Linked DNA regions of Zea mays: region 2 is linked to region 1. A link is a contact called in public Hi-C data. All regions are on one chromosome and are shown on one strand. The core of a region is the stretch at or near the end of the contact, and the rest is flanking DNA. Distances in the headings are between cores, read along the strand shown. Region 1 holds the start of LOC100274424 (transferase). Region 2 holds the start of LOC100192071.

Region 1 (7,052 bases), core at 2,746-5,245:
ATGAGAGACTTAGTGGCTTGTGCGTTTGATTGTTGCAAGTTCTTGTGCTCTTGATTTGAGTTTCATTCTTGCTTTCACCCCCATTTCACAAGTTGTAAAGCTAAGCAAGATACTCTATTTATTTGTGTGGAGGTCATTGCGGGACTTGGTGTCCCCAATAAGATAAGAAAATTCAACCGATCTCTGTGACTGTTTGAGAAAAGGAAAGGATTAAAGTAGACCCGTCCTAAGTGAAATCTTCAACGGGGAGTAAGTTCTTTGGAACCGAAGTTCGGGAAACAAATCCCATGTGTTCTTTGTGCTTGATCCTACTTTGCAATTTAGTTCTTTCTCTCCCCTCTCTCTTGTTCTCTTTCTTGTGATTGATCCCATATCAATTTGAGTTGCACCTAAGTAATTTTGCAATCATTAGTGTAACTCTAAGCAAGAAGAACACATCTCCCTAACTCCAATTGTTCATATTCTTGTTCTAACTCTAAACTGATTGATCATTAGGCGACTTTCATCCAGCTTGTTCCACCAAATAAGCATTGCATATTTTGGAGCCATTTTGTTTTTCTATCAAATAAGTCTAGTTTAGTATAATTGAGTACTTTGGATTTTATCCCACTAGTTGTAGATGAATCGTGATATCTTGATGTTGTGTTTGCTACCTCAGCCTTGACGAGGGTGTGAGTTAGACGCTAGTGGGCTCAATTGATCCATATATATTTTTCATATATTTTTTTGTTGGAGGATGTCACATAAGCTAGCAATGTATTTAGAAACTTATGTCACTGTAATCATTTCAAAGCTATGTTGTTTTAACTTATCAGATATGAAATTTGGTATTGTTTTATTACTTACGAACTTGATTGTGATATTAATCCCACTACAAGCCACCTTGTATATGATGTGTATTTGTTTAATCGGGTATGGTATTAGTTGTGAAGTCGCTTATTGAGGTCCTTCGTGACACTACATGAACTATTGGATTTATATAGATGATGGTATATGTATGTGAACGTTCTTAACGAAGGGAGTCATATTTGATCTTATATAAATTGAGTGCTTCTATAACAGCGGGCACATATATCGACCTTGTGTTCATACAAACGTACTAATCGAGACTTCTGAGCATGGTTTTTTAGGCAGCGTTTGGTTTCACCCAAATTCTAAGAATTTAGATGTTCTTAAGATATTCTTACTAGTCGTTGTGTTTGGATCTATAGATTTTTCAATTGTATGATGTGCCAATTCTCCAAAATCTATTATTATCAAGGATGAAAAGGATTGTGTGATTTTGCTTTGGACAAAATGACACCCCTACATTATCTCACATAGTCACATGTCCTAAATCTGTTGGAACCAAACAGGGTCATAGTCTGAGCACAGGGAGGGGTAAAGACCATATAGGCCTTGGCCCAAATTGATGTCTGATTATCCTATTTGTTTTTTAAAAAAAAATCTTATAGTATGGTTTTCTTTAATTATGCGCAATATTATGGTTTATTCATGTGAGATGATTAGTTACTATTATACTATATGTGAATTGTTACTAATAGGTAGAGGCACTATGTCCAATCGATGTCTTACATACATGCATTAAAGAAATAGGAGAAATCTTTTTGTCAAACGCTTTTTAAAATAGTTTTAACTTCTTTAGAAAAGCTACTGGTTTAAAGGAGCGAGAGCGAAAACTGTTTTTTGGAAGAGATAGAGCCCTGCTAAACAACGCAGCCTAGCAGCATTGAAGGGAACTCGATGTGGCCAATTTTGAAGGTATCATTCGTCAGTCCTCACATAGGGAAGAGGGGGGCGGGGGCCGGGGGGATCAGTTTTGAAGGAGTCATGTCATCACCATCAATTTTAGACTTTTAAACACCTTTTTATGGCCTGTCACCGCTGCAGTAATCCTGCACGAGACAGCATTCCGGTCGACAACATCACGCTCGCACGCTACCGGCAATCGAGAGATCATCCCCTTCTGGCAACCTGATGTTAACTGAGGAGAAAAAGGCACAAAGCAACCGCACCCTTTCCTTCCCTCTCGCGCTCGCGCACGGGAGAAGCAAAGAATTTGCCACCTTTTTTTTACGAAGATCCGCTCGAGCACTTGGCAAGCGCCCATTCGAATCACATGGCACCAAACTCCACTGAAATCATCCGCGGATCGGGCTTTAAACAAAAGCGAGAAAGCCAGATCAGATTCCTGAATTTTGGAGACGCAGGATTGAGATTTGTGCCACCAGACAGCATCCAGTTAGCCTTTTGTTTTTTGCTTCAGCTAAAGTTAGAAGAGTGGCTTTTCTTTTCATTCTGGGAGCAAAACGACATCTCAAATCTGGCTAGCTGTGCACTGCGATCAATGGATTTAAAATAGCAGCTTGCATTCGTACAATAACTAATAAATAAAACTACAGCAACCTTTATGGCATTTCCCAAGAACAACTCTCCTTGTTTCCACCTGCTGAGCCCTAACCTCTGACGATCATGTACAATATAAATATATATAAACCCTAATTCCAAATATACCCAATTTTATTCCACGGTGATAAACCTGTGCCTGCACTATTGTCTATTATATGGAGGTAGATTCTTCAAGAATCTACAACAAGAACACAATAAAAAGAATATAGAACTAATATCCCAACAGGCCAAAAACAACAGCTGTACACAGCCCATGTCTGAATTTCACCTTGGCCCCCACCCCAAAAATCCCCATCCGCCACCAACGAGTGGGGCCGACGGACTTCAGTACCGACAGGGCCACACCAACTAACGCCATTGCGCATGGACCCATGCGGAGAGGAGAGTGTCCAGGTGGGTCCAACGTGTCTGTGACTTGGTGACCGACGCCGACCCGTGGGACGACGGAACGAGCGGAGCAGCCAAGCGCCGTGGCATATGATCCGATCGGACGCGAGCAAATCGATCGCCCTGCAGCGATGCGCGGACAGCATTGTCAGGAGACGGCGGCGAGGAGATCGTCCCGAGCGCCGCGGCGGCGAAGGAGGTCGTAGGGCATCCAGAGCGCGTCGAGCGGGCACGGCCGCCCGGCGTCCAGCCGCAGCCACGGCTTCCCCTTCCCACTCCAGTGCAGCAGGCTAACCGGACCGGGGTGCAGCTGCCGGCACTGCCCCGCCACGTTGTCGCCGCCGAGCCCGTGCTGGTTCCACCGGTGCTCCACGGCTTTCACCTCGCCGGCGAACACCAGGAGAAACGGCGGGAGGGAGCCCAGCTCGTAAATCCTGGCCTCCTGCTTCTGCACCTCCATCCAGTATTCCAGCTTCGCGGTGTACCCACCGGAGCGCCACCTGTCCAGGTCGATGACCATTACCCCGGTGTTGAAGTAGCAGGGGACGCGCGTCCGGTTGGCGAAGACGGCGGTGTACTCGGGGTGGCTCCAGAACGCGTCGGTGAAATAGGAGGTAAAGTTGGCGTGGCAGTACTCGGGGGCAGCGAGGGCGGCGTCGGGGCCGAGGTCGGTCGCCCAGAGGCGGGCCACGTCGTCGACCACGAGGAGGTCGGAGTCGAGGTAGAGCACGCGGGAGACGGAGCGCGGCAGGAGGTCCGCGAGGTAGATGCGGGCGTAGTTGAGGGGCTGGTCGAGCGCGCGCCGGACGGATGAGGAGATCTTGCCCCGGACGAGGCGTGCGTCGAAGCGATGCACGGTGGCCGGGAGCGTGGGGAAGGCAGCCGCCAGCGCACGGCGGAGCGAGGCGAGGCGGCGCGCCGGGGAGGCCGAGGAGGCGACGAAGTGGAAGGCGACGGACTCCGGACAGGCGGCGTGGCGGAGCACGGAGAGGACGCCGGCGAGGGAGCCCCGCAGGTAGGTGCCGTCCAGCGTCATCGCGATGTGGATCGTCGGCGCGTCCGCGCAGGCTGCGCCGTTGCGGAACGCCGGAGCTTCCCGGAACTCCGGAAGCTCCCCGCCGCCTCCGGCCGCCGCCGCGAACGCTGCGCCGAGGAGGAACACGGCGAGGACGCGCATTGCGTCCCCGGGATGTCCTTCAGCTACCCTCCCCCTCCCGGAGAATCGAGCGGAAGTGAATTTGATCGGTTCGGGTGCTGGGAAGACGAGATTGGAAGGGGATGATGCGGAGTTAAGGAAGGCGGGGGGCCGGCCGGAGACAGGCTGGACGGAGGAAGACGTGTGAGGTTTCCTGTGGTTTTACGGAGTGGGGTTTCTGCGTTTTCCCGGGTGTTTGGTTAATTGGTTGTGCAGAGAAACGGCCCGTGGAGTGCAGGCGTGCGGCTAGACCAAAGCCCAAACGTTTGGCTCGAAGCCTGGAACCCGCGATTCTGCGAGTTTGGACAGCTTCCTACGTTTTCAAATTTTTTGAATCTCTTTCCACAGTTTGGACAGCTTCCTACGTTTGGACAGCTTACGATCTGGTTAGAAGTGGTTTTCAACGTCATATTTATCATTTTATTAAAAAATGATAACCGATTAAATAAGCTTTCCAATCTCCGAAAATTAGTGCGATCGGTTGTGCTGCTATAATAATTAACTAGTTAATTTCCCATACATTTGTTAAGGTTTCTATATTTCATGTAAGTAGACATTGATTAAATAAAATCTCTACTACTTATTAAGTAAGCAATAGTAGTCTGCCATTGACTTGTTCTGCCTTTGACCTGTTCTGCCATGGCTCTGGTTCTGCCCCCACAGGTCGTACACGCAGGTGTCCAGCAAAAATTCTTATGCATGCGCGAGTTGAAACTGACCACCAGTTCAGCCACCATTTGAAACTAATCAGTTCAGCCACCGCGCCAAAGCTTATAAGCCGCTCCATGTCTCCTTTACTAGCCAATATGGTACTAAAGTTTTGCAAGACAATACAACAATACAGCAGTGCAGGCGTTTTGGGCTGCTTTTTTGGTGCGGCCCATACTCCAATTAGGTTTGGGCGGCCCATGGTCGCGCGCACAGCAGTCGTTTCTTCCTCCGTCCGCACGATGGAGCGCTCAACCGTCCGTTCCGGCCGCCCCTCGGTCAGCTCCACGACGGCACGACCTCAGCTCTCCAACCTGGGCCTCGGCTACTCCATCGCCATCGCGCTCGGCTTCCTCATCCTGTTTGCCTCCTTCCTGCTGGCTTTCTACTTCTGCTTCGGCCGCGGCGGGGACTACTGGGCCGGGGAAGCAGTCACCACGGCGTCCAGCTCTGGCCACCTCTCCATCACCGTCCCGCGCGTGCTCTTCGTCGCGGAGGGGTCCGAGTCCCCCAAAGACGACGCTTACCCCTCCTCCTCCGCCGCCGCGGCCTGCTCCCCCGTCGGGCTCGACGCGGCCGCCATCGCTTCCTACCCCAAGGTCGCCTTCTCCAGCAAGGCCGCCGAGGCTGACGCCATGTGCTCCATCTGCCTCAGCGAGTACAGGGACGGCGAGACGCTGCGCGTGATGCCCGAGTGCAGGCACGGCTTCCACGTCGCGTGCCTCGACGCCTGGCTGAGCCGGAGCGCGTCCTGCCCCGTCTGCAGGTCCTCTCAGGTCCTTCCCCGTTTTCTCTCCTTTGCAGTTTTTGGTTCCTGAATTCTGCACTGTCAAACCCAAGCTATACATAAACAACTGATGGCTCAATATGCTAAGCAATTCTTTACATTGGGTATAATCAATATAGGGGCATTATGGAATATTAATTATTTTGGTTATATTTGATTGTTTGGAAATATTGTTGTTCTTTACATTCAGGGCTTGGTTGAGCGTATGTTTAGTGACAAAAAAGCATTGATCAGAGAAGCTTCAAATGTCCAAGTCATCCTCTTTCAGGGGAACATTTGCAGGTAGAGGATGGACTGCTTAATGGTTCTATTTACCAGCGCATTTGGCAGTTCTATTTGTCAGAGGCAAATGTGGGTGATTTCTCATATCTACTTGCTATACATCTTGTCAAAGCACTGCTAATAGAAGAAGGGGACCATCTTATGTCAAAAAAAGAAGGGGGCTATCTAAGAATTATATGGTCAATTACACCTAGCATCCAGTTTTACACAATTGGTCCTTGACATTATCTAAGTCACCTAATTGGACATGAAGGCGAGGGGTCCATCTTCCATATTATAAAGGAACTAGGTAAGTTTACTTCCACAAATGGTTGTTGTACTTATGATTTTGCTAACCTTATCTACTCGAGTATAGTCATGTCATCCTTTACTCGTCAACCTGTAACATATCTAATCTAACTACTATAGGATGGGTCGTTAACTTAATGCTAGAGAGAGCAATGGCAATAATGAGTATTTTTTTTCTCAGCAAGCATGAGGCTCACTGATGCTGGTGATGGTCAGGTTTGATCCATATTATCTTAGTTGAGCTAGCATAACCATTTTCATTGGAGACACTTTGATATTACTTACGCCTTTTATGCTACAATTATTTTAGTATAATGTAGCACACATGGAGGATATTGTTCGGTTGATCTCCAAATATCTTCATCTGTTAAAGGAAGTCAGTTAGTGGATATTTAATGAGGTAATGGAAAGGGCCATGGTTTACATATCACGAGAAGCAAATGGTAAGTCAGAAGACCTGAAATATGTAACTAACTTGGACAAATTGCAAGAGGAGACTGGTGGTAGGAGCTTACAAAAGCAATCAAAGCCTTAGAGGGCTTGATGGAAGCAAATAGGGACTTTGAAGAACTAAAAGTATGTGTTCCAGTCTATATAATGTTTATTTTTCTTAGATTTTCATGTACGTACTTCTTTTGGGCACAAATCAAACCAGCTCCTGAACTGCTAGATGAGCTGTGCATTGTGGTTCGTTATAGCTGAAGCACATTTCATGAATAAGGTATAAAATTGATCATTCTATTTCATTCTATTTCCAGTCTGTAAGATATTGAGTTTTCAGGATGGTTATGCCTTGCTTTCTAGGTTGAAGCCTTATCGAGTGTAAACCATAAAAATCTTATGAACCTTGTGGGTTATTGTGAAGATGAAAACCCTTCATCTGGATGATGGTCTTCGAGTATGTTTCAAATGGATCACTATTCGAGCGATTGCATGGTAAGTTTAATTGTGGGGTTACCTTTATCTATTTTGATGTGTACATCACATGGTACTGCG
Region 2 (7,052 bases), core at 1,443-3,942, 130 kb after region 1:
CAGAATGAATACATTATTCCACACACATATAGGATCTAAGGATCATTGGACCGGTCTGACTCCTGGCCCGATGGTCCCGTTTGACGCCACAAAAAGTAAACTTTAGCAATTTCTATGCTGCGATTTCTCTAAGCTAAGTCCCAACTTTAATAAACGTCAAAAAAGACATGGCAGAGACTAGTATATATAAGTGACCTTTCTTAAACCCTCTGTTTTTTGAAATAGTTTGTCTTGAGCTAAATATTTTTTAAGAAAATACACAATGAGAGATGAGTTTATGGTAAATTTAATAGATGTTTTAAGATGAATTGAGCATTGAACACTCCCCATATTTAAAATAACAAGACTTCCCCGAACTTCGACAAGACAAACGATAAAACAACACACATTCATACGTGATTAGAAACGAATATTAAATCTAGTTGCTTCTCAAATTTAATCCCAAGTTAAGATTCTTCTTACGCTTTTGGATGGTTATCTTAACTAGATTATACAAACCCTAGGTGTGAAGCATAATTTAAATATCAACATAATACAATGAATGCAATTTTTACAACACGAGCTTGTGATCAGGAGAAGTTGCTATGATTGAAGAATAAGAGACCATATGGCAGGGTCTCAACTCTGGTTTTTCTCTGGAAAAAAGTTAGAGTCTTGCCAAACATTTTTTAAACAACTTATCGTAAAAAACACCTAAAAGATAGAGAAGTTTTTGTACTACGAAGAAGAGGCCACAAACACTGGCACTGACTCTGACACTTTAATACAGGGAAACAACTCTGGCTTTACAATAAGTCGTTTCTGTCAAACGATTTGTGAAATGGCTTCGGCTAACAAAAAAGCAGTTTTTAGAAAAAGGCAGAGCCATAGTTGTTTTTGACAAGACGACTTGCCAAACGGACCCTAAGGGTATGTACAACCTAATTAAATGTGAGATTTTTTTAAGTGATCTCTAGGGGGTTAAGTGAAAAAATTCAAGAGACGATCTTCGTCTCTTCACGCCTCTCTATACAAGTTGTCTATTGATTGCATTAATTATCAGGAGACTCTGAGTTGTATCATACGATCTCGTAACTGTCTCTTGTATCTAGAAAATCGTTTGAAGGTCTTTAGGTTGTACACGTCCTAAGGGCATGAGGTGTCTCTTGAGGGGTCTATAATGGGCTAAGTGAACAAAAAAAAAATCAAGAGATGAGTTTTTCGCGAAGAACCTATCTCTACACTACTCTCTATACATAATCTGTGTGTTTGGTTGACTGCTGCTCGCATGCATCTGCACCCGTGGGTCAGGTTACAGATGCAGGATCGTCAAATACAGATATTGACTAGTTCCAGCCAGGCCCACACCATACACCCGTATCTCGCGTACGCGTGCGCCCAGGCTGGACACAGTCGGTCGCTACATGCAGCATGCAAAACGAGAATACATTTTGGATTGTTTTTTATTATATCTTTTAATTTAAAAGATTTGATCAACTAACTAATTTTATATTAGTGTTTTTAAGACTTTGGTGGACAAAACTAGGCCAATCATACTATATAATATTAGAGATTTATTTATACACTCACGTCTCAGTGCAAACAACCAAACAAAGTCGGTGTCTAATATGCACAAGCATGTACAAACAACCAAACAAAACCGCTTGCATGGACTCATCCTGATTCTAACGATACTGGCTAGACTCATACCGGACTGGCTAGACTCATACTGCAACCAAACACATGGAATATGTCTTGACCGCGTTTATTATCTAGAGGCTCAAGGTTGAATCATACAATATGTTAACTATCTCTTGTATTTAGAAAACCATTCTAAGTGTTTAGAGTTGTACATGCCCTAAGGTGGAGAGACACTAAACGGTTCTCTAAGCAGAAAGAGATAACTAAAATACTCTATTATACAATGGAGTGTATATAAATATAGCCTATTAATAAATACAGAAGTAGATGTGTTTGTGCAGCATCAATCGATAGAAAGAGACAACGAATTCGTACAGTAAAAGTGAGACATTTGTTACTACTTGAGCTACGAACTAGAGACGTCTCTTCACGAAGAGACGACTCGACGATGTACAAATATTTCTTTAAACATCCTAAAAACATTTATATTAAACATCACTTTACATGTCCTAAGCTTGTCTCTCAATGTACAAATGCACGGGATCACACGTTGCAAAAGGTGAGAAGGGCAGCAGGGTCCACTGGGGAAAGCACTGCACACTACCGGAAGGCCAGGGCCGGACGGAAAGCTTCGTGTCGCTCAGCGCTCAAAAGGCGGCAATGGCGGTGACTCGAGACGAGAGCGTTGGAGCGGATAAGCCTTATCTGTTATCTTCGTCCGATTAGTACGGACGGATCGGCCATATTATCGGCCACGGGCTACGTGCACCACGAACAATGGCGACCATGCCGATTCTTCCTACTGCCAGTAACTGCTCTGCTGTCAGTATATGTGTTAATCGTCAAGAACGACGGCTATCTGCGGCGTGATTTTCCCTTTCACGTCCGATTTCGAGTTTTAGGAAGCTATAACTATTTAAAAACTCATTGAAAAGATAAACTAAACTCCTTATTCATTTTATTCGCTCAATATAACTGTTACAGTATGTTAATAGTTGTCTTTAAGAAGCTTTTAAAGACTTTCTTGCGAGCCAAGCGGAGCTGTTTTTTTTTCATTCTCCTCCCTCGTTTAGCCGAGCCGAATCCCCCCACTCATTATATACCCCTTGACGGAGCCTCCCTCCGAAATCCGCCTCTCTTGTCATCATCGGCCTGCCGCCTGCCCGCCTGCTCCTCCTGCCCCATTAACGCCGCCGGCTGCCGTGCCGCCGCGTCCTGCTCCCCGCCACCGCGTTCCTCGCCCGAAGCACCGCCGCGGCCTCGCGCCACCGCCCAGAAACCATCTCCGGGCCTCGTTCGACCGAAGCGCCTTGTGTCATATCTCCGCGACCTAGCCGCCGCCCGCCGCCGACGCTGCCGTCGTCGTCATCCTCGCTGGCGGTGCTGTACCTGCGTGCAGCGCAGATCCATCCGAGCTCGGATTGATTTCTTCCTTTGCTGGTAAGGAACCTATTGTCTTTTGCTTGCACGGCTTGTTCTTTCCTTGTTCGGCAATTGGATCAGGAGTACTTGACAAGCCAAATCCGAACCTCTCTTTCCGAGAAGGATTCTCAAACCCGTCCATTTGTTTTTCTTTTGTTGTGGCGGATTCGTGCGCACCTACCAGTTTAGTTTATGTTCCAAAATGATTCGTCCGACCCTTCTTCCCGGGGTTAAAATTGCATCAATTTGCATATCTGTTTAAAGCTAGCATTTCATACCTGGCTTTGAAGAAATCTCTCTCGTATAGCTTAGTGCTCCATGTGGTTACTTTTTGAAACCTACTAGTATCCGCATTCGAATTGTGACGTATGTTCCGTGTTATTTCAAGGCGGTGCTTTGTTCTTGGTTCTCGTATAGCTTTAGTGTGTATAGTTAAATGCATCACGATGCATATGGAATATAATACACGCCACGTAATTCACCGGCACGCCTAAATTTAGATGAAACTCTTGTGGAAACGTGCTTAAAATCCATAATATGGTAAGCTCACACACATCCAACCTAGCGGCTTGTTTATTTATAGAGTTTCACAGCTTCTGTTGGTCAAGCACAACATTCACATTCAATATCAATTCTTGCTGTGCATATCTATTAGGATCAGTCATGAACCGCAAAACAGAACTGGAACTGTAGGAAATGATCTCTTTGAGCTTCATTTGTAGGTACTTGATGTAATTAAGATGTGTTTTAACTTAGAAAAGACTCGCTGAAGCTTTACCTGTATATAAAAATGATGGTCATGTCACATATGGGACCAGAGCTAATTAGAAATTTCCACGGAGCTGGTGGACAAACTATTCATCGTTTCCTGATTAGAGTACAGTAGATGCAGTTATCAAAAAGAGTAGACCCAGTGCTGGATGCTCCCACATGAATGGGGTCTGGTGAAGGGATAAACCAAGGCAAGTCTTTCCCTGCAAACGAGCTGCTAATAACTTAGTGAGACAGTTCTCACCACTGCACTAGACCTGCCCTTCTAGTAGGTGCAATTATCACTGGGTTATTTTACTTTTTGTTGATAACTAAATGTTTAAATGATGATCTTTTTAGTGTGTTTAGTTCCATGGAATATACCAAGTGTTGTGGCTACCCCACCCTTGCTGCAGTCCTCATCAGTACCCCCACCTATTGTTGTTTTTCAATGATGCTCCTTTGGAAGAAGCTCCACAACCACCAAAATATCAACATGTGACCACAAACATATATTGGAGATTAGGGCGTACACCTTGAGCCTATCTCATACTTTCCTTTGTTATTCATATCTGCTCTTTTGGTCTTCCCCAGCCGTTTGTCTGAATATAATTTTTTTAAGGATCTGTGGTAATAACTGGTAATCTGTTCAGGACCTGCCAGCTTGCCGAATCCCATGTTTTGCAAGTTTTTTTAGAACTCGAACAGTATTCTATTTTCTTCCCGAGGCAATTTCGAGCTGGCAATAATAGTTCTAACCTTGAACAAGGAGCCAAGTCTTGGAGTCAATATTTTATGCTGCCATGCACATTTCATATAAGGTAGTGGTTCCATTTCCTTGCTGACATAAGTTTCCTTATCTCTGATAGCTAGATTATTGGATAACTTGTCGATGGCACAAAAAGTAGCACGCGGATAACCATAACAAAGGGGACAGAAACAAAGCACAAAAGTTGTAGGCCCCAGTACAAAAGGGATAGAATCAATGACTGCTGCTGACGCACACTACACTACTAGGTACTAAAATATTAGAATCATCACTGCTGACTCGGTCTACTAGGAAAGACGATGGATTCTTGGGTAAAAGCGCAACCAGCATAGACTCTCATGGACATTTGCCTATTAACACGTTTTGGAGATTTACCTAACATCTGCTTCAGTTGTCACACTTGTTCAATGTATTCGGACAGACTCTCTAGGACCGGGATGGTGTGGTGTGCGCCTAAAAGCTGCTTACTACGTGGACCCCTCTATTTAGTTCGATCGTTATTGCCTATTGTCTCTACTAGCTTCGTCTCTGCCTCATAAATCAGCATATATTAAAAAGTAGAAATGTGGTTGGTGATTCGCTTCGTTGCTTCCAGTCTTCTTGAGCTCTGCTCTGGCATGTTGCTTTATCAATTGTATGTATTCCTACTGACGTCCTTTGCTTTCTCCGTCTTTTGCAGTACTGTCATAACCGAACTAAAACAGTTTCTGAGAGGAAGCATCGCGATTGCCATGGAAGCTGGGAGAATGGATCAGCCATTTATGGCTGCTATCAATAGCCAGCCTTTCGTGGAGGATATTGAGCCAGTGAAGAAAGCCAGTGGGGACATGCCTGCGACAACAGGAAGCGGATGCTTCGAATGCAACATCTGCCTTGATTTTGCATCAGAACCAGTGGTTACTTTCTGTGGTCATCTCTACTGCTGGCCTTGTATCTACGAGTGGCTGCGCCCTGGGGTGGAGTCAGCTGCCAGCGACAACAGCAGTTCGGCAAGGCGGCAATGTCCTGTATGCAAGGCAACACTCTCAACGGACACCCTTGTGCCACTATACGGCCGTGGAGGCAACTCAAAGAAGTCACTTGATGGCATGGCCATCCCGCGCCGCCCCATGGTACACCGGGAGACTGTTGAGGAGCAACAGAATGCACAGAGCAATGTCAATGACCAGCACTACCACCAGAGCATGGAAGACAACTCTCAGCGCCAGCCATTGCTGCAAGCGCACCACCATCCCATTCCCACTGGGTTTGACTTCATCTACCCTCCAGCACCAGTAGGGCGTGGCTTGATCCACTCAACTGCCGGAGGGGTGCTCGGAGGGATGGCAGAGATTGTGCTTCCCTTGGCGCTCCGTGGCCAGATGCCAGCGAGCTTGTACTACACGAATCCATACCATGCTGCGACGCAGAACGTGAACCCCAGGCTGAGGCGGCATCAGATGGAAATCGAGAGGTCCCTGCACCAGATCTGGTTCTTCCTCTGTGTGTTTGTGGTGCTGTGCCTGCTCTTGTTCTGAGACAAGACTATTCTATACACCTCTTTGTAGATATTGAAAGTGGGAGGGGGATACTAATGGATGATGCGTATAGTAAACAGGGTAATGGTCTGTGTCGACAGGCATGTGCTTAAGCATGCTGATGTAGAGTTGTAATATGATGAGACACGGAGGTGAAATGCATATTTCATTCTTCTCTATCACTGTCGGCCTGTTAGGTTGCCTACCTGACATCTTCATGTTAGGTTTAGCATCATCTGTTGTGTATTGGTTGGTGTCACTGCCAAGGGCCTTTTGATTTGTATATAAATAGAAAATGATGGTTTGTCTACCAATTTCTGCTCTGTATCCTCTTTAATCCCTGTTCCAAGATTGACACAGCAATTTTGTCCATGCATTTGACGCTGACGCTGATCAGAGTCAATATTGATTGCTTCTGTATGTGATCCATGCATCTGACGATGATCGCCCATAATTGCGTCAAAGCTAAGGACCCTTTGTTTGAAGGATTTTTTTAGGATTCACTGAGGGCCCTTTGTTTGAAGGATTTTTTAAGGATTCATTTTCTACAGGAAAATTCCTGCGTGAGTTTTTGAAACATATGATTCAATCTTATTAAATCCTTTGAAATTTCTATGGATTGCTTTTTTCCATTCAAGCTTTGGAGAAAAATAACAAGAGGTATAGACCCCCCTTTGAAATACAGGATTAGTAAAATGAAGGAATAGAAAAAACATAGGAATGGAGTTGCATGACAATTATTACAATCCTACATGAATTAAAAATACAGAAAAAAACTTCTAAATAGAGTGTTTAGATGCAATATCAGGAATTAGAGGAGAGAGAAACACAAATGAAAGTTTCTAAGAGGTTGGACCTCTTGTTAGAAATCCTTCAAAATATCACTACAATGAATAATCCCGTAGGAATTTTATAGAATTTGTAGGAACTCAATCATTTATTCCAAAGGTCCATAGGAAAAAAAATTCTATATC

The links. A called contact is a pair of places that touch in the nucleus more often than the background predicts.
Region 2: a Hi-C map of endosperm shows a contact between it and region 1, with 6 times the contacts expected there. The contact joins the promoter of LOC100192071 here to the promoter of LOC100274424 in region 1. A contact is called at or near these places in 2 of 25 Hi-C or Micro-C datasets (ear and endosperm).

Annotation. Positions count from the first base shown.
Region 1 is chr2:24,837,939-24,844,990 of Zm-B73-REFERENCE-NAM-5.0, forward strand. LOC100274424 (transferase) reads right to left here and starts at 3,996. Exons shown (of 1, transcript NM_001148783.1): 1 at 2,411-3,996. The coding sequence starts at 3,973. The coding sequence ends at 2,945. LOC103648484 (RING-H2 finger protein ATL67) reads left to right here and starts at 4,585. Exons shown (of 1, transcript XM_008672950.2): 1 at 4,585-5,517. The coding sequence starts at 4,687. The coding sequence ends at 5,517.
Region 2 is chr2:24,968,382-24,975,433 of Zm-B73-REFERENCE-NAM-5.0, forward strand. LOC100192071 reads left to right here and starts at 2,693. Exons shown (of 2, transcript NM_001137494.2): 1 at 2,693-3,060; 2 at 5,241-6,387. The coding sequence starts at 5,293. The coding sequence ends at 6,078.